2 separate regions of the Danio rerio genome follow, and region 2 is linked to region 1. A link is a contact called in public HiChIP or PLAC-seq data. All regions are on one chromosome and are shown on one strand. The core of a region is the stretch at or near the end of the contact, and the rest is flanking DNA. Distances in the headings are between cores, read along the strand shown.

The links. HiChIP or PLAC-seq counts read pairs in DNA pulled down with a chosen protein or histone mark.
Region 2: a contact with region 1 is called in an H3K4me3 HiChIP or PLAC-seq map of gastrula embryo, with 2.8 times the contacts expected there. The contact joins the promoter of ppiab here to the promoter of ogdhb in region 1. A contact is called at or near these places in 2 of 4 datasets of contacts at active chromatin or transcription factors (embryo and gastrula embryo).

The regions. Positions count from the first base shown.
Region 1 is chr10:50,249,733-50,255,366 of GRCz12tu, forward strand. ogdhb (oxoglutarate dehydrogenase b) reads left to right here and starts at 1,870. Exons shown (of 24, transcript XM_073915229.1): 1 at 1,870-2,019.
Region 2 is chr10:50,447,203-50,452,136 of GRCz12tu, forward strand. It overlaps ppiab (peptidylprolyl isomerase Ab (cyclophilin A)), which reads left to right and starts at 1,794. Exons shown (of 5, transcript NM_001328424.1): 1 at 1,794-2,057. The coding sequence starts at 1,989. It overlaps zmiz2 (zinc finger, MIZ-type containing 2), which reads left to right. Exons shown (of 20, transcript XM_073915289.1): 20 at 1-1,414.

The DNA of each region.
Region 1 (5,634 bases), core at 620-3,119:
AGTGTCCGAACTCGGTCCTGGAGGGCTGGTGTCCTGCACAGTTAGTCCCAACTTCCTTCAGCACATCTGCCTGAAGGTTTAATATACCAAGAAAGAGCTTGATTAGCTGGTTCAGGTGTGGTTTATTGGGGTTGGAACTAAACTTTGCAGGACACCGGCCCCACAGAACAGAGTTTGGACACCTCTTCTTTAAGGCAAGTCATTTCACTCAGCGGTCATCTTTGAAATGCCCCTCTGGCTGTATGATCAGGCATTATGTCTGCATGGGGAAACATCAAATCTACAAAACTGAATTTCATAGTAGGAATCAACAATAAAATAAAACAGCTGTCTCTTTAGTTTCATTTTCATAAACAACCAAATTACACAAACTCTGCGGAAACTCAGGCCTGGCCCGAGACTCTCCTCCAGAGAAATGTTAATCTATAGTCATCGATGATTGGCTCCTGTACTAGAAGGCGGGGCTTTATTCACCATTTAGCGATCGATGATTTGCTCCTGAAATAGTAGGCGGGGCTTTATTAACCATATTGATTGTTACACTTTTCTCCATTTAAAAAGATACGAGTGACACGTCCTGTGTATTCTAGAGTCTTTGTGTATACTCAGTTAAAATAGTCGGGTTAGAAATACCATAACATATAACCCAACTAGGTTAATATAGCACCTTCCCAACTATTTTAACCCAATTCATTCATTCATTTTCAGCTTAGTCCCTTTATTAATTTGGGGTTGCCACAGCGGAATGAACCGCCAACTTATCCAGCTCATTTTTTTACACAGCGGATGCCCTTCCAGCTGCAACCCATCTCTGGGAAACATCCTTACACACACATTCACACTCATACACTACAGACAATATAGCTGACCCAACTTACCTGTACAGCATGTCTTTGGACTGTGGGGGAAACAAGAGCACCTGGAGGAAACCCATGCCAACACGAGGAGAACATGCAAACTCCACACAGAAATGACAACTGACTCAGCCGAGGCTCGAACCAGCGACTTTCTTGCTGTGAGGCGACAGCACTGCCTACTGCAGCACTGCGTCGTCCTTTAACCCAGTGCATTAGGTTATTTTGATTAAATGTTATTTTTTCCATTCTGGTATTAATTATTACTATTGTTAATACTATTATAATTACTATTATTTCCACTACATTTTAAGTTCCAGACACAGCATTTTTATCCATTTAATATTGATAGGCCACAAAGTGCGTGTTTGTATCATCAATAATTAAGAGTGCTGGTGAAACGGATAAACAAAACACGACACGGAAAGGTCATTTGATAAAAATAAAAAAAACTGACGCAGGTAGGTCATGTGACCATGACAAAATGACGTAGTACGTCCAAATTCCATTCATACTTTTGACATTCATACTGTATGGAATGTACTTTTCTAACGGCCGAGTACTACGTTTATATTCAAATGTAGTACCTACTATGTAGTAGGCGGTTTCGGACGCAGCCACTGTCTTTCATAATATTAGTGAGACCCTTGTTTCAGTATGGTGTCATCCAACTGAAAGGAACGAATTGAGTAGGGGCGGGGCTTTCATTCCTTTTCATCAAATCAACCGTAAGAGAGGCGTGGCTAAGAATATTGTGGCTGAAGCATCATCAGAGGAGCCACTCCAGACGTTGATTAAAGATTACAGAACTACACTTTTTTCCTCAGTAGATTCACTTGCACGATTACCCGTTCACCTAAAGAACAACAATATGCGCTAGCAAAATAAACATTGTAAAATTTGATTTCACACGGACTTTAAAAGACTTTTGTCCACTCCGCCTTCCATGTTTTTTTGTCCCTATCAGCGCTCCATAATGAGCTCGTGACGTCGCGCGCGCCGGTGACGCAGAACTGCAGGCTCGCGCTGCTTAGAAACGAGCGACTCATTTACCTGGACTGAAGCCGCCGCGAGACGCACCCGCTCCCAAAATATCACTATTTCCCTCTTAGTAATCATCTTTTATATCACTATACTGCACTGACTAGAGTCTGCTGCACTGAGAGTGAGTATCTGATCGCTTTATATCGCTTTTAATGCTGTAATGATCCTGTCGCCTCACTTCTGCATCTGTCAGCAGCCTGAGGAGAGAACTCGTTCACACACACAGGCATTCTGAGCTTGGTGTTGTTTTTGGAGATCTGTTAATGTGTGTAATAAAATAATGTGCTGTTTTAGCGGTTTAAAAGAGTGTTTGAATGGGTTGTGGAGAGTTTTGTTGTTAGCCGGAGTTAGCTGAAGCTAGCCGGTGCGTTCCGTTACTCTGAAACACAAACTGCCGCCTAGAGATTAAACTCTAACGTTACATCTCCATTTCACTCCGTCTACTTGTCTTATTTGAAAAGAAGAGACATTTCCTGTGGTACAGTCAGCAATTAGTTTACATATTCTATTCGTCATGACCATTATAAATAAATATAAGATCAATTTCACAATTATCATTGTACTTTATTGAGGTATAGTTGGTTTTATAGACCATTTCAGTGTGGTAATGTCATTGGTCCGTGAACACTTTCTGCTTGTTATCATATATCATAACTGTAACAAGAGGAAATTCAATAATATTTTCATGTTAAAAAATTTGTAACATTTTTTTAAATCAATATGTGGACCTTTTTTGATTCTCGGAAGCTATGGAAAAATAGTCTATATTAGCATGTTGGTTTAGTGACACCTTGTGACACGCTCCCTATATTATTTATACCATTGTACTTTGAATATTGGGTCTAAAATCGCATTTAAGTAAGCCTTGAAAACTTACCACTATTTTATTTGACTGACTAAACAATGTACTTTGGTCGTTGGCTGCTAATAGGAGTTAACTATTTACAATTTTCAAACATTACTTTTCTGAAATTATATTATAAAGGAGAAAGAGTCCTAATGTGTGAATATAAAACCAACTTTACCTCAATTTGTACTTTTGTGCATTTTTAATCTCTGCATGAATATATGTTACTCTGAATGACCATGGATGACCAATATTCTTGATTCTGCCCAAACGTTTTCCTATAAAGGGGCAAAAAGCAAACTTGATTTAGGGCTGTGGGCCGAATATATACCAAACTGTATATATTAAATTTGCCATGAGTAATTTTCTAATTTATTTGGATATATTTAAAAATGGCGAGAAAAAGTTGCTTTAAATCATATTGACTAATGCACTATCATTTTTAACAGTTTATAATGAACTTATTACAATTAAACATAAACAATCCCATTTATAACACAAGTTCAATGCTGAATACACTAGTCATGCCTACACTAATCACTTGACACGTCTGTCAAGTGACACTAATTACATCTTAAAAGTCTGATTCATTTGCAGTATTTAACTGAATCATTTAGTTTTAGTTAGTTTTTTTGTAGCTTAGTAATAACACAAAGAATCGAAAGGGTATGTTAAATTCGAAATCACGATCACTGTCAAAGGCATGCACCCCAACCTCTTCCCCATCCTTCTCACTCTCTTTTTAGAAAGCATGGCAGGCTAAATCAAAGGTTACCATGGGCCAACTTTGGCCAGCAGGCCCTACTTTTGGCATGTCTGTTCTAGATTATAATTTATTAAAAAATCTAATTATTTTACCCATGTTTTAACATTTTATTTTTAATAAAAAAATTATTTGTAACGTTAAAGACTGCTGTTGTATTTAATTGGCTTTCTATATATATATAAAATATAGACATAAAAAATAGACATCTTTGCATTAAATAAATGACAATGTCAAGGAAAGCTGCTTTTAAATGTAATGGCATTGTTAAATTAACTTTATGTAATGCTTTGTGGTTTTGGCATTACTTTTTTAGATCCTGACTCTTAACTCAAAGGCTTGTTTGCTTGTAATCATATATTTTGTAAAAAAAAAAAAAAAACGTATATTTTTGACAAATGTACAGCCCTTTTACACTGACGTTAACACATGATGTAAATACACCTCAGGCTGAAGGAAATGTTGTTTATGCCTAAACAGGTTGAGCAAACCTTTCTGGATTACACGACTAGGAATTGGATGCAGTAAAATGTTAGTGTTTATTCATTTAAAGGGACACTGAAACTGATTTTGTGCAAGTGAGATGAGTAAATAAACTTTTTACATTAGAGCTTTAATGTAATGTGGGTATCATGTTTACACTAGTAACGATTTCTTTCAATTCAGGTTCAGGAGAGCAGTCGCTCAATAAAGAATCAGGTGTTATTTTTGTTAAAAAATAACTTGGAATGAAAAAATTATGTTACCTTACTTGTTAATTGTAGAACGTAATCTGATTCCATTGCTTAAGTTACCTGTAATGCAATACACCCTACACCCATCTAAACAAGTGTATTATAGTTCCAATAAATCTTTAAAGGGACAGTTCACCCAAAACTGAAAATGTACACACTATTTATTTATTCACACAATTTCTTTATTGTTTTGAACACAAAAGGAGATGTTTTGATGGCTCAACGGTTTTAGTTTAGTTTAGTTAGTTTTAGTTTCAACTTTATTGCCCATTCTGCTTGACAGTGACACAGAAAGGAAATTTGTCTTCAACACTGGATTTAAGAAAACAAATACAAACATACAACAACCACACAAAAACAACACTCATCAAGACAGCAACATAAGTTAAAAGTTTAAGATTTCTTCATTCACACACATAGTAGGAAAAACAAATACTATGGAAAGCAATAGTTACTGGTTTCCAGCATTCTTCTGTAAATCTTCTTTTGTATTCATCAGAAGAAACAAAGAAAGATGAACAGGTTTGGAATAAGTAACAGGTGAGTAAACAATGACAGAATCCACACTTTTGTGAGAACTTTCACTTTAAAGCAGAGGAATTCAGGACACACACATGCTCAGGATTTCTTTTTTGTGTGTGTAGGGCTGCGCTACATTGGAAAACTCTGGCTTTGCAATATAAGCAAATATAAGTTTTTCTGCTATATTAATACAACTTCACCAGATGAATTGAATAGCTCTTCTTGGAATTCATTCAGTAATTTGGATTAATTTTGATGATTTTGTAGTGCAGGCAATCATGCATAAAATATAATAACCAAATTTAAAGTATACTTACTTTAAATTGCTTTATTGCTTGCTTATTTATTTAATTGCTTGCATATGTATATATGTAAGCAAGTAAATAAATAAGCAAGCAATAAAATAAGTTAGGGTAAGGATTTAAAAGAAATAGAGTAAAGCAAAGAGAAAAGTCGAAAAAGTGCTTTATGATTTTCTTCAGAGTCTAACAGTATTTAGATACAGGAATTTAAGTAATTGAATTATTCAATAAAATAAATCTTTATTAAAGTTACAACCTAAATATACAATCATTTAACCAATTATAAAAGAAACATCAATCCCAGTTTGTGGATTTAAATCAGGTTTATTTTGTCCATACAGCCGTGAATACTAACGTGTGTCCTGTCACATTTGCATTGAAGAAACAGCACAAAGCTAAATGTACTGTATGTGTGAGTGTGCTCACAAACTTTGTAATGACATTGTGTGAGACTCATCATTGCAGAAAGGCTTGAATTAACTCCACAACAAATATATCAAATAACCTTTGGGAAAGTTTATAGTGTAGTAAGGGAGATATGCTTCATTCTTGTCTGTCACTGTATACT
Region 2 (4,934 bases), core at 544-3,043, 200 kb after region 1:
GTTACAACACGGTTTCAATCCACAAATGACTTGATGTAGCCTTTATTTCCTTTATAAAACGTGCTCACGTCTGAAACGGTAGCATTCAAGAAGTGCACTATCACATTTTGCACACCGTATTTGCCTACACACGAAGGAAATCAAAGGCAAAGAGTTATCTTTAGTGAAGCTAGTGTGAGTGTGAGTGTGTGTGTGTGTGTGTGTGTGTGAGTGTGAGTGTGAGTGTGAGTGTGTGTGTGTGTGTGTGTGTGTGTGTGTGTGTGTGTGTGTGTGTGTGTGTGTGTGTGTGTGTGTGTTGGCACAAATTTAATGATTTTACACCACGCCCTGCTTTGTTTTCGTCTGTCTCTCGTGAATTTCTTACCCTTCGATGTCTTTTTTAAAAACGTCTTCCTCCCCTGTGGATTTAGGGCCATGAGGTCAGATCTTGCATTTAACTCGCCCTTAAATATGCAAGTCTGGGCTGATATTTGGTAGAAAACACATCTTCTTAGTCAACGACATGTGTGAACCCAGACAGAGCACAAGCAGCCCGGTAGCACCCTGTTAGAGAGCTTACAAATGCACAACAACAATCGCGTTTGGTGGACGAACACCTTCCCGTAGTGAGATTTTGCTCGGACAAATCTGATTGGGTGGGAGAGTGACGACAAGAAATGGACTGATGTTTATCGCCACAATCACAATCGAGGAGGAAAAACGTTGGGATTGATGTGAAATATGTACAGATATAGTATTATTATCGTCGCGGATGTGAACTTTCTCTTAACCCCATGATATGAAAAAAAATGAACATTTGAAAACACTATGACAAGAGCTCATTCCCCAGATTTACATTCAGAGCTGGATGGAGAAACCGATGATGAGGGATGATGATGATGATGATGATGATGATGATGTCGATTCCTGTCTTGTCTGATTTTATTATTTATCATGGCTCTTTGGGCAGCGTTAGCGAAGTGCAGTTTGTATATTAACAATACAGGGAGCATCAGAAGTCGTCGGATGATGTGCTTTTATTCTTTTCGTTTGTTTGTTTGTTTGAAGTCATTTGTGTATCATACGATTTTATCTTTGATTATATAATAATTGTTATTATAATTATAAAGATAATTGATGGGCCTGTATGCATCTCTCTCTCTCTCTCTCTCTTCTGTGTTAACTAGCAGAGTTTATGAATTTGTTAGAAAGATACCACATTAAAAAAAGATGATGAATTCATGAGAATCTGAGAAACCAGCATCACTCAAACTGTTCAAAAATACCACAAAAAAAAGATGTTTGACTGTCATCGTGTGTTGGTGGATCATCAAGTTCTATCGGTTGAATTAAACATGTACAATTGAAAGCGATTTGTTTTTCTAAAGATGTGAAATATTTCCATTATGTTTTATAAGTAAAGACTTAAGCCCCATTGCCTTGCATTGCCTTTATTTGGGGAGCTGCATTGTGTCAAACCGCGGGAAAATGCGCGCAGGGGGCGGGTCGTCAGGAGAATGAAAACTCGCTTTTTCAGTCACACACCTGTCTCTTTCTTAAACCACACATTTCAGTTTTATCAATAAACCACGCGTACATGATGAGATGATGATAAATCGTGAAATAAATCATCTGCTCGTTCGCTCTCCGCGATTGAATGCAAAACAGTAATGGCGAATTCTGCCTTCGGCCACCGCCCTCACGCCATGACAGACCGCAAGTTCACACCCACTTCATTTGCACATCGCTCATTGGATGAGACGCGGTTGCGTCATTTCTACCTACTTTAACCGGCACGTCAATCAAGCGCCTTCCTCCACAGCCGCACGTCGCTAATTTATTCAAGCGCGCCGCTTCTGATTGGCCCGTTCGCACGTCACTCAGCGGATCCTCCGCGGCAGAGGCGTCTTTATATCCCGCGCGCGCGCACAGTTCCTGCTTCCCGATGAGCTGCGGCGTTTGCTGGGATTCATTCAGCTGCACAAACTGACCGAGTTTATTCCTTCATCATGGCAAACCCCAAAGTGTTTTTTGACATCACCATCGATGGGAAGGAGGCGGGGAGGATCGTGATGGAGGTATGGAGATAAATCTGCGTGTATTTAAAGCGAGCGGCGACTCTTTAATTAAAGATGCGCGTGTGATGCTGTGAATCCGTCTGTGCATGAAGCGCGCACACGAGGCTTCCCCCCGCCACATTGTGCTGGTTTGATGAGCGCTGACACTGACAGCCTGCTGACGACGAGTCGTTCTTAAACGATTCGTTTGAATCTTTAATGTGACTCGGTAGCGAGACGTCGTTTCAATGAGTGATTCAGCGCATGCGCACAATGTACAGGGAAAACGCTTTTCACCCGTCTTTTTACATTAGCAATGCCTGAACAATAACGGAGACTTTAATACTGTTCAAAATTACACAAAGACTGAGATAATCAACTAACATTCACAATCTTTCCATCATTAATATTATTGTTGTTAGTAATACAACATGTATAAATAAAGTAACAGATAAAATACGCAGTAGGGGAGTAGATTACCAAAATCCTCTAATGATAAATCTAAATATCTCGCTTTTTGGCGTTTCATCTCTCTTAATGTCTTTCAATACAGTATAATTCTTCTTTAAACACCACTAGTCTTGGGAGTTTTGAATATAAAATATTAATAATAATAACAACAAATAATTCCTAAAACTTTGACTTATTCCATCTTTGCCTATTCTGGTCTGGTGTGTTCGTATTGCTAAAATAATCCCCCAAACACTTACATTTTCCTTTAAACATGTCATTTTTGGATTTTACGAGCAAAACAAATACAATATAAGTTCTATTATGAGTTTAACTTTTAATCTAGCACATTTTTTGTGTCTATTAATGAAAATACACCAGCGATCAGCCACTTTGTCTGTATTTTTTATACTAAAAGAAATATAAATAAAGATTCGATCATGTCGCTGAACGGGAATCAGTCGGTAAAATGATCCGAAATTCCCATCAGCTGCGCGCACATGGAGGACCCGCGCTCTCCACACGAGGACGCGCACGCTTTTTTGACGCAGACGCCATTTTCATCATTTTTTCATAACTCGAGATGCCATTTTGGGAAGGGAGGGGCGAGCGCCGGAGTCGAGCCTTTAATTTAAGCGTGTTAGAGTAATGCTTCTATTAGTAATATTGAATCCCCTTATTATAGCGCTCATCTTTATAATAGTAGCTGATCATAGATTAATGTAGCTGATGAAGAGCGCGCAGGTGATCTGCATAGGAGTGCGCGAGCGCGCGCGCGCTCCCGTCAGGGTCGATGTTTCCAGAGAAATGCGGAAGTAGTGGATTTTTGTTTTACCATTTTCATCACACACTCGAGCTCTGCTTCTGCATTATGACAATTAAACTATAAAACCTTCGCTCGATATATATATATATATATATATATATATATATATATGCTCGTATTGTTGCATAAAAAGGAAATTTCAAATATTGAAAGAGTGGAAATGATTAAAACCAACAATGTAGTAAAATAAGGTGAATATCAGTAATTCAGATATACTCTTGAGTGTTCAATGATGTTTCTAAGGTTGAAAATACATACATGTAATAATTCTGTTGAAATGACAACAGAAACTGCATGTGAGATATGAGGACGAGCCAAACCATCAGATTAAAAGCAAAATATCACTTCATATACATGAACAATGCTAAATAATCATGCAGAGTGGCTTCATTTATTCAGTTTCCTTCAGCTCAGCCCCTTATTTAATCAGGGGTCGCCACAGCGGAATGAACCGCCAACTGTTCCAGCAATTTTTTTACCCAGCAGATGTCCTTCCTGCCACACCCAGTATTGGGAAACACCCATACACACTCTGCCACTCATACACTACGGCCAGTGTAGTTGATCAGTTCCCCTATAGCGCATGTGTTTAGAGTGGGGGAAACCGGAGGAGAACATGCAAACTCCATGCAGAAACACCAACTGACCCAGCCCAGATTCAAACCAGAGACCTTCTTACTGTGGGGCCACAGTGTTAACCACTGCGCCACCAACAGTGTGTTTAGCGGCAGTACAGTATAGCCGAACTGCATCGTTTATTCAGAGATGGACTTTTAGAAGAGTATGAAATAAATAGTGCTTAAGTGATGTTTAACAGGAGTCGCTTTACAATGAAGAAACATCTCAAATGTGTGAAATCTAGTCAGGGTTCAACGCTAAGGGTTTTATCTACTGGCCCCACCGAAAGAAAAAAAAATGGAGAAGTTAATAGCTGTTTCAGCCACATCTTTTAAATAATGTGTCAAAAATACTGTGTGAATCTAGAATTGAAGTATTTTAAGAATGTTAATAAATGTATAATGAGCAATTCAAAGTGTGACGCAAACAAAAAGAGCAGTGTGGAAAATGTGCTGGTTTTATTGCAGTTTGAAATTATCCAACAAAAGGCGGCTGACTTGTCTTACTGATGGCGAATTGGATCGGGCCAGTAATCATCCTGTACACTGTCCCGAGCGTCTCACACTGACCCTGGGCCATCAGGCAGTGCTTATTGTTGAGCTTTCATTCATTTATTTTCTTGTCGGCTTAGTCCCTTTATTAATCTGGGGTCGCCACAGCGGAATGAACCACCAACTTATCCAGCAAGTTTTTACGCAGTGTATGCCCTTCCAGCTGCAACCCATCTCCGGGAAACATCCACACACATACACTATGGACAATTTAGCCTACCCAATTCACCTGTACCACATGTGTTTGGACTGTGGGGGAAACCGGAGCACCCGGAGGAAACCAACGCGAAGACAGGGAGAACATGCAAACTCCACACAGAAACACCAACTGAGCTGAGGCTCGAACCAGCGAGCTTCTTGCTGTGAGGCGACAGCACTACCTCCTGCACCACTGCCTCGCCTGCTGGTGCTTTCAAATAAGATTTAATGTGTATTTGAGTGTCGAGCTTTACT